Regions from separate parts of the Arachis hypogaea genome. Here region 2 is linked to region 1. Evidence: chromatin contacts called from public Hi-C data. All regions are on one chromosome and are shown on one strand. The core of a region is the stretch at or near the end of the contact, and the rest is flanking DNA. Distances in the headings are between cores, read along the strand shown.

Region 1 (4,821 bases), core at 1,241-3,740:
AAGATGATTCTAATTTCCAACTATGCTGCCAACAATACTGGCTAAAATGTCTTTTTTACTGGTCAGTTGATGGGTGAAAATATGAAGAATTTAAGATTCCAATCAAACCTATAACATGTTATAAACTGACAACTTGACTCTTCCACATGACATGTCTTATACCTATAGAAGAAAAAATGAATCCAAGCACTCATGGACATTATTAAATCGGTCCCAAAGCCAAACAAACACTAGCTGGGAAGATGATTACCCGGTGCTTATGTTCGCAGATAGATAATGTGATGACCTTTTTTTTGGGATTTTTACCTTCCAGATAAGGATGCTGATATCATACTGGGAGTTTCTGTAAGCAGAAACCGGAGATATGCTTGCACCCATTGATATTTCGCTGTTGACCTGAATAAATCCTGAGCAAAGAAGATTGTAGCAACCTGTAGCTTGATATGCATCACTCTGTAGAACATAGCATGTGAGGTTTGATTGCAAAATAAAAGCAATATATGAATATAGGAAAGGTTAAAAGGTAAATACTTACTGTCCAGTAGGTGAATAACCGAGTGTTGTTATCGCCGTATAAATCAGGGCTAACCTGTTATCATCAATAAATAGGCATCAGAATTTATACAAACTAAATGTGGACTTCAAAAATCAATTTCTTTCTTAGCATACCTGCCAGCCAGCTTCAATGCTGTTAAGATCTTGGCCGAACGAGCCTCCTAATATCCAGAGCTGCGACAAGCTGAACTCATTCGCCTGCTGAATCTTAGGTTCCCACACATTAATAGTGGCTTTTGCTCCATAGTACTTGTCCCCTTCAACATATGCTATTGCATGCTGAATCAACAACAACCAGCAAGTAAATTAGACCAATGCCAATTATAAAATAGAAAACATCAAAATTGAAAAAAAAAAATTAAGAGGAACAATCGATAATACCTGATGACCACTCTGGTTAATAAGATCAGGTTGTGCTGACCTAGGCTTCGGGATTGACCTGTGCTTCTTCCTTCCATATCTTTTAACTGAGCTAGCTCTAAGGACATCCTCTTCCTTTGTTCTCCGAATTGGTATTGTGTCTTCGGGGCATTTCCCATTCACATGCCACAGCTGATTAATCTTCTCTTTGGGTTTTTCAGAAACCTTGTTCTCATCAAATAGCCCTTCAGGGTGGAAACTAGGCCTCATCTAAATCAATTAACCAATAATGCAATCCAGTGTTAGGGAAAAACAAACATAAAAGTTTAAGAAAAAAACTGATAATAATAATAATAATAGTAATAATAATAGGAGAGAATAAACCAAAGATTAGATTCTGTGTGAAGATAATATGGACCTGAATTTTGTGATCTTTAAGGAAAGGATGATCAAAAGCCGGTTGCTTAGAGATATGCACACAATCTATGAAATCCCCATCTGGACTCTGCACAATCCATAAATCACACTATTAACACTACAAAAAAAAATACTAAGCAAAATAAAATATTCAAAGCAAAGCTTCGTTAATTATATTTCCATTTTTTCTAATGTTCAGTAGGTGATTTTGATAAAAAGTGGGGAATGCCAAGAAAAGAAAATCATCGCCCAAGTTCTTTCCTTCCAGTACTTTCTAGTTGCTACTGCTTCAGAATCCAGCCAATAATTTCTTAGACAAAGGGAATTTTTCTTTTTCCAGGAAATAAGAAGTATGAACAGGTAGAAGAAAATATTAAAAACATAGAAGTATAGAACATAGCTTGAAGAAATCAAAATGTCAACATAAAAGATCTACATTTTTTTTATACAATCCGGGGAGGAAATACGTCAAAAAAATAAACAGTAGGAGCCAAAGATTATTTTGATTCCTGAGTGAAAAATATCTGAAAGCCACACAAATCACTGTTCAAACACAACATCACCCCCTTTAGCTTACCCAAATAAAAAAATAATATTTTTTCTTCAAAACCAAACTATTCTTTGGGAGGAAAAAGAAAAACCCTAATTAAAAACATTTTTTTTTCTTTTGGGGGAAACCAAAAAGGGAAGAAGAAGAAGAAGAAGAAGAAGACCTGAATGGTCTTAACAGGAGGCTTATTCAAGCGATTCAAATGCCTATTGACTTCAAGCTTCTGTCTTGAACCACCGAGCCTAGCAGCACAGGAGTGAGAACTAAAGAGACCCAACAACAACAATAACAACAGAGAAAACAACACTACTGAAGAAGCCATAGCTGCTTGCTTTGAAAGAAGAAGAAGAAGAAGGAAAACGGAGATGCAGGGTTAGGGGTTGTGTTGGAGGGTGTTGAGAGAAAGCATTGGAGAATGCAACGCAACGCAAAAATCCAATGGAAAACAATGGAGACCTCACTTTTTTGTGCTGCTCCGCTTTCTATGAAGGAAGCCACTCACTCCCCCACTCTCACTTCACATTAAGCTATCTCCTTTCTTTTATTCATCTCACTTTCTTCTCTTTTGTTAAAATTAATTTAATTTTGATGCCCCTTCGTTTTAGACATGCATCAAATTAGTAACGTTTTTACTTTTTATATTAAATATATAAATAATTATTTAAAAAAATAAACATAATTATATAATTATATAAAATATTTTATACGCATTAAAGTTAAATTTATTAAAATGAAAGAAAGATTGCCTTTTTTTGAAGAATAGATTTTCTCTTTTCACTTTATGAAAACATTATTATTATTATTATGTTAACAATATTATTAACGAAATGATAATTCCATAATGTTATTTTAGATATAATTTTTTGTATTATATATTTGTATAAATTTATAAAAAAAATAATAAGATCATTAGAATAAAAATAATAATATTTAATTTTATTAACTATTAATTAATTGTTCATAACCGAAAAAATATATGAAGTGCCATGACATGTCATATAATATGTAAGATTAAGACTAATAATAATTTCAATATACTAATTGTGTAGAGAATTTTATATTATTATATTTAAATTATTTTTTAAATAATAAATTTAAAATTAATTATTTTTACTATAATAATACATAATTAATTATTTATATAATGGAAATTAAATTCTAAGTAAATAATATATATAATATATATTAATTGAAATCAACGGTTAAAACAATTAGAATACCGGTGTTGCTCGATACATTTGAAATTTTTCCTAATATACACTAAAAAAATGTATAGGCCTACTGTTAACCTAAAATGCTAACTTGCTAACTGAACATGTGCCTTAGTCATTTTTTCGGTATTCAAAATGCGAATATTAGAAAATACTTATTAGTTCAATCCACCATGCGTTGATGTTAATATGTGACATCTAATTTTCTTAATTTTGGTCAGTTGCACTTAATAGTAGAGCTATAACCAAGACCAAAACTATGAATCATATAATTTAACAAATTTTAATATAAGATTTTAAATAAAAGAAATAGTTTAGTTTTGTAAGGCAAATCAATGAAAATAAATTTTAAAATTAACATTTAAAATATTATTATAATCTAAAGAAATATTAATTATTAATAAATTAAGGAGAATCACCTTCTAGCTCTCCCTACTACCTTGTCATTTTTCCCTCTCCTTTTTCATGTCATAACAGTGTTCAGTTGTTCACAGTAAAGCGAAACGTTGAAGGTGGAACATCACATGACACAACCATCATCATCTTCAATTCCATCACAAATATTCGTACCCGAAAAAAATATTGGAATATATTAATCAGACGTTGAAAAAAATGTATTAAAAGAAAATTAACCTTAGAAATTGCACGAGGGGGAAAACCAAAAAGCATGGGGAAAAGTTTATTTTTAATAAAAGGATAAAAACGAAGAATATGTGGGTCTGTGCATTCGTATTTTTAATGCATTTTTTCATGAATGTGTTGTGTCTTCAGTCTTCACTCTAAGCTACTTTTGTCGTTTCAATAGACGCACTATGCATTCTTTTTTATCGTATTATACTGTGTGTATTTATTAAACGACCCTTAGGGTTAGCCACTTTACCGTTTTATCCTTTTTCGTTTCAAATTTGTTCCAATTATTATTCATTTCACACGAGAGAGTAATCGATTAAATTAAATGTGTATTTATTTTGTAACGTGCCTTACAACATCAAATTATTCTTAGCTTTTAGGACATTTGGGACTACAACCCCTCCTTTTTATGAACTTAAAAAGACCTACTTTTGTTTTCGTTCCAACTTTAGTGTTATTCTACTATGTTTGTATTTGAAGACATTTATATCTTAAAGATTTTGTTGACATATACTCTTAAGATAAGGACACATCATAAAATTATTATTAAAAAATAAATTTTTTATTTCAATAAATATATAATAAATATTTAAAAATTTTAAATTTTAAATTTTTTATAAAAATTTTAATTAGTAATTTTAACATGTGCTATTGACACATATTTGATAAACTCATATGATGAAGTTATTATTAAAAAAGGTTTTCAACTTTTTATTTTCACAAATACACAATAAATATTTTAATATTTTAAATTTTGCACCTTTTTTTAACCCATATCTTAATTACATAAACTCTCAAGTATTTATGTGTAATTAGAATTTAAAGGAATAAGTATTGTTTTAGTTCCAAGTTGAGGGTTTAGAATCGAAACAGTCTCTAACGTAATTTTTTATTTAGAATTATCCTTAATGTTTTTTTTTTCGTTTTAAAATCGTCCTTTTAACTTTTTCTGGACAAAAATATCCTCCACCACTACCAGCACCTTTACCTCCCACCAGCACCAACACTTCCACCACCAAGAATAACAAGATCAATGAAATCAACACAAATTCAACAAATCAACACAAATTCAACAATCAAATCAACATACAACAACAA
Region 2 (5,342 bases), core at 1,612-4,111, 160 kb after region 1:
GTCATTCCCTTCCATCATCTATAAAACTCCAAACATAGTCTTAAGCTAAACTATAGAATCTGTCCCTAGGACTAAATTCTCTCTTGTAGCATATTTGACACTAAAACAAAGAGGACTAAATTCCTCTAAAGTGAGAAAGCAAGAGGGTCATTCACCCTTGGATCAATATAGTGCAATGTCTGGGTTCTACCAAGTGATCAAATAGTGAATAAGCCCTCATTTTCTTACTTTACAAGGGATCTCAATTTAGATTATCCAAAAAAAATAAGACAATATTTTGAAGGGCCAATAAAGAACTTAGAATAGGACTTGAACTTCTTATGCTACAGAAAAGATGGGTGACAACCTTACATCCCAAATGACAGCAAATACTAAGAAATACATTGTAAACAACCAATGAATAGAAACAGTGATTTGAAGAAACACATTGTAAACAAAAATTAATCGAAGACAAAGATGGATGAAATTAGAAACAGTGATTCAAGAACAAGTTGATTGGAGTAGTGGGGAGTAAAGATCACGCTGACCTACATAGGCACAAGAAATACAATCCATTCCACGAAGCCAATATGTCAGTAACAACTAATGAATAGAAAGGGGAGGAGGAGGAGGAGGAGAAGGGTATCACGTGAAGGCTAATGGTTAGAATAGATGAGGGAGTTAGTTATTCAGTTGGTGCTGAGGTGGAAAGTTTGTTATGTGGTTGTTAGCGGCTAGAAATTAGTTAGAAGATATTTATGAATGGTAAACGTGTACCGAAAATTGAGTGGTAATATATAAGCTAATGATGATGTAGTTAGTGAGTGAGGTTCACTCTTGTAAGGCTCATTTTTTCAGAATCAATGAGAAAGAAAAAACAGAAAGTTCGGACACTCTCTCTTCTCATTCTCTCCTTCTTCTTCATCACATCTAAGACTCAATCTGATTCCTCATTCTCTGAATTGGTTTTCACAAAGGGGGAAGGGGTGTCATTCTTGATAGGAGGATATTTCTAATGTCAGAATTGGGTTCATTTTCATCTTTTTGGCATTCTTTGTTTCATTACTAGCAAATTGCATGCTCAGAGGTATAAGCTAGCTACTTTTCTTGTAGATTTAGTGTTGAATAATAAAATAAGTCATTTTCTTCTGAGTTCTGAAAAAATAATGACAATCGTATCTCTTCTCAGACAATCACACAAGAATTCAGATAAACAAGGACATCTCACAATTCACATTGATAGTTCACAAGAAGTTTAAGACATGCATGTTTCTGTTAGCTTCAAATGTTAGACTGACCAAAACAAATGTAATATTATGTATATCGAATAAAACAGCCCATGTAGAGCAACCCTCAGATATGACATAAACTTCAGCAAAGGCTATGATAATTCAAATGACCTATCAATGAAGGACCACAAGCAGGTTTTATAAATATATCATAAGTCGTTACAAAAGATTGAACCGCACATAATTTAGTATGCTGTATGCTGAATTATGTACGGTTCTTTCGTTTTTAGCAGCTTATAAGATGTTGCTAACAGTTTATTTCAGTTAAAAAATAAAACGGAACATGGCAAGTAGGTACATCATTTGCTTTATTAACCAAAGATTAGCAAGCATGCAATGATTATGACAATGCCACAGATCTAATCACTAAATTTAGATTCCACAATCACCCTAAACCTTTTCTACAATTATTAAATGACTAAATGCTTCTGTAACAATCCACTTTTTAAACATTTCTAAAATTTTATTTCGAAGTTTGTAGAAAACATATTATCCCTATAAGCCTGATGATCATGGTGGATTGGTGTTGGTAGATTTTGATCTAAACTTTTCACATCACTCCGAAGCATTTTAGAGTCCAAGTGAACAACAAGAGTAACTACAATTCTTTCTTAATCACGTGTGACCTACTTTTGCTGCTTCAGGAATTGTTTTTATCTTAACAGTGGACACATCATCACATCCATGGAAATGCATATGTTACAGAATGCATCATGCAAAACAAGAATTGCCAACAAAAATCCAAAGTAACAGAGAACCCCGCAAAACATATCTAGGAATATGGAACGTGTTCAGTTCACAAACCAAGCAAGATAACAGCAGCCAAAAAATAACAGCATATAATCCCAAAATCAACACACAAAAAACAAAACAAAAAGAAAAAACCATTATATTTGAAGCCAAAAACATCCAGAATCTACAATCAAAACAGGAACTTTGGAAACCCCCAGATTTAAAAAACACAAACTTCATCAAGAACCCAGATTTAATAATAATAATAATGATAATAATTAAAAACAATAAACATGAATAGAGAGGAGGGAAAAGAACATACTTTACAACTGAAAAAGGGTGGGGGCATGAAGTTGCAAGAAAGCAGCATAAAACTATCAATCAGAATGGGAATGGTAGTAGAAGTCATCATCAAAGTCAATGGAGGTGGAAGAAGAATAATCATCATGATCTTCAGCAAGATCATCATCATCATCATCATCATCATCATCAGAAGGAAGGTAAGAAGAATAGTAGTAGTAGGAATCAGGGTTCGGGAGGCAGAAGAAAGAGCAGAGGCAGAGAGCAAGACGACCCAATTGGTGAAGAGGTAAGCAGCAGAGAAGATCCACCAACTGCTCCGTCGGGAGTGGCTCACCAATGCACGCCGCCCACTGCCACGCCTCACCGGAGACACGTGCCACTGACACCACCAGCATGCTGCTGAACACCATTCTTATTCCTTTGACTTTGTCTCTCTTGGAATTCAATCCATAAATTGAATAAATATCCAATGCCAGATTTTTTGCAAGATTGACTTCTCTTAATCTTGTTCTTGTTATTGGATTGGAGAATTTTTAGAACTTAGACTTTGGACCCTCACATTTTCGTTCTAATCTCTTTGTACTTTGTCCGCGTCATTACCATTATTTATTACGATCATTTATAATAACCCGTTCATATTTTATGACTAAATATTCTTTTTGTTTTTTTTTTTCATCTCTTCTGCTTAGTAATTAGTATTTAGTAGTATTCTAAGAAGTACAGACACTTTGTTGAGTTGTTGTGTTTGTGTACTAGTATTAAATTCGTGCAATGCACGAGTTTATATTTAAATTTGACATATTAAATTAAAAATAATATTTTATAATCATAAATTTTTTAAGTTTAGTATAACACGATTATCGTTATTATATAATAAATGTACTGAATATGTTGTTTTATCTTTATTCAAAGTAAAAAGTAAATAGAAGAGTATGATATTCTTGAACCATAAGGAGGAAGATATGAAAAAAATAAAAACATATATAATTGTAATAATAGCATGTCAATTTTACACTAAATTTTATATCAGAAGGCTAATAAAAATTTATCGACAACTTAGTATCTTACTAACTTCATTAGAAAAGCAATTGGCATATGATGTTGTGCTCCTTGTTACACATTTCATCTCAAATATGAAAACAGAGTTATAAATAAATTAGTTATATCCACAGTAAATATTTATACAAAAGTGTAAATCATAACATGCTATTAAAATGAAAATAATATTATTCTTACTTAAATATTATTAAAAACTTCTTTGAACACGACATTTGTTTTTTATAACTTTGGATTGTCGTCTTCGTCTAGAATTAAAATTCTGAGACCACTGCTACTCTTAACTCTTGACAAAGCAACATAAAGTTGTCCATAGGTGAACACTGATTTTGGCAAGTAAAGGCCTACATGTAATAATGATTGACCCTAACTCTTGTTAATGGTCATTGCAAAACATACTGTTAATGGAAATTGTCTCCGTTGGAACTTAAATGATAATCTTAAATCTAAAGGGATCAAGTTCATTCTTGGAATATACAGTTTATCTCCAATATTTCTACTAGTCACTACTGTCGCTCCAATTACGTTGCTGCCAAGTTTGTTAATTATTAATCTTGTCCTGTTGCATAAACCTGAAATCTGGTCTATGTTTCGCAGTAGCATTACAGCGACTCATGGCTTCAAAGTCAACTTGTGATTGGATAGTCCCAAACATTTAATGTCATTTAGGAACTCTGGTGTGTACCACTCTTATTGTATATCTTCATTCTCATCAGCTTGACATGTTGTGTCAGAACTCAAATACTCTTTTTCCATCCCTGGAAAAATTGTCAAGACAAAATCGTTTACCTTCTCGAGACTCTCAAGCATGGGTTCAAGAATTGCCCTACTCTAAAAATACCTGTAGTCTGACATATTTTGCAATAAATTTGGATATGCAAAGTCTACCAAATGGGAGAGAGGGTCATCAGTAGTTGTAATCAATAGATTATCTGGAATTTCAATTTTTGATTCATCACCAACAACAAAACCAATATTTCCATTTCCAACATCAAGTATCCAATTAGCAAATCTCTTCATTTCACCTTCATCTTGATCTGAAGAAGACATTAGAAGTTTCATGATTAAGAATATAGGAATTAGTATTAGAATTTCAAATTTTAAATTTTTAAATAGAATTTTCAAATTAGCTAGGGCAAATTTTAAATTTTTTAAATAAAATTTTCTAATTAAACGTTTAGAAATATAAGAATTTGTTAATTTAAAAATAATTTTTATTAGTTTTGTCATAAATAGTATCAATCCTATTATTTGTCGATAAAAATAAATAAAATTAAATACAATCTAAAAATTAATAACCTTATAAATTACGTAAATTTTGAAAAAATATTTAAAAAGAGAGAAAAAATGAAAGTACTTCTATTGTGGAGAAACAATCTAAAAGATCACAATGTAAATTGAGTAAAGAGAAAATTTATAAATGTGGCAAGTAAAAAAATTTAAATTTAAAAATCGAAACGGTTAAAGAGTCACTTAATTATGAATTAGTATTAGAATTTCAAATTTCAAATTTCAAAATTTTAAATAAAGTTTCCTAATTAGCTAGTACAAATTTTAAATTTTTAAATAGAATTTTCTAAATTAATTCAATTTTGTCGAAACAACATTAGAAACAGAATTCAGTATAGAAGAATGTCAAATTAAATTTTTTTTAAATAGTATAAATAACCTCACATTTTAATAAGACTAATAATTTTATTTACTTTAATATAATCTTTTATAATTAGCATAGTAGCTTATAAATTATATAAAGTTTTAAAAAATATTCTCAAACCTAATTGCTTACTTAAAAATTCAAAAAAAAAAATTTATTTGAATTTAAATTTAAAACATAATACTTTAATTAAAAATTATAATTAGATTTTTTTAAAATAAGTACGCATTAAAAATTAATAACTAACTTAATTGTATCAATAATCATTCATATGAGAAATTTATAACTTTATGACATTAAATACTAAATTAGAAATTAACAGAATATCA

The links. A called contact is a pair of places that touch in the nucleus more often than the background predicts.
Region 2: a contact with region 1 is called in a Hi-C map of leaf, with 4 times the contacts expected there. The contact joins the promoter of LOC112733325 here to the promoter of LOC112733324 in region 1. A contact is called at or near these places in 2 of 8 Hi-C or Micro-C datasets (leaf and an unstated tissue).

What each region holds. Positions count from the first base shown.
Region 1 is chr13:128,055,650-128,060,470 of arahy.Tifrunner.gnm2.J5K5, forward strand. LOC112733324 (protein neprosin) reads right to left here and starts at 2,491. Exons shown (of 7, transcript XM_025782252.3): 1 at 2,046-2,491; 2 at 1,334-1,420; 3 at 937-1,185; 4 at 670-834; 5 at 536-589; 6 at 307-453. The coding sequence starts at 2,204.
Region 2 is chr13:128,213,555-128,218,896 of arahy.Tifrunner.gnm2.J5K5, forward strand. It overlaps LOC112733325, which reads right to left and starts at 2,862. Exons shown (of 2, transcript XM_072212490.1): 1 at 2,323-2,862. The coding sequence starts at 2,713. The coding sequence ends at 2,378.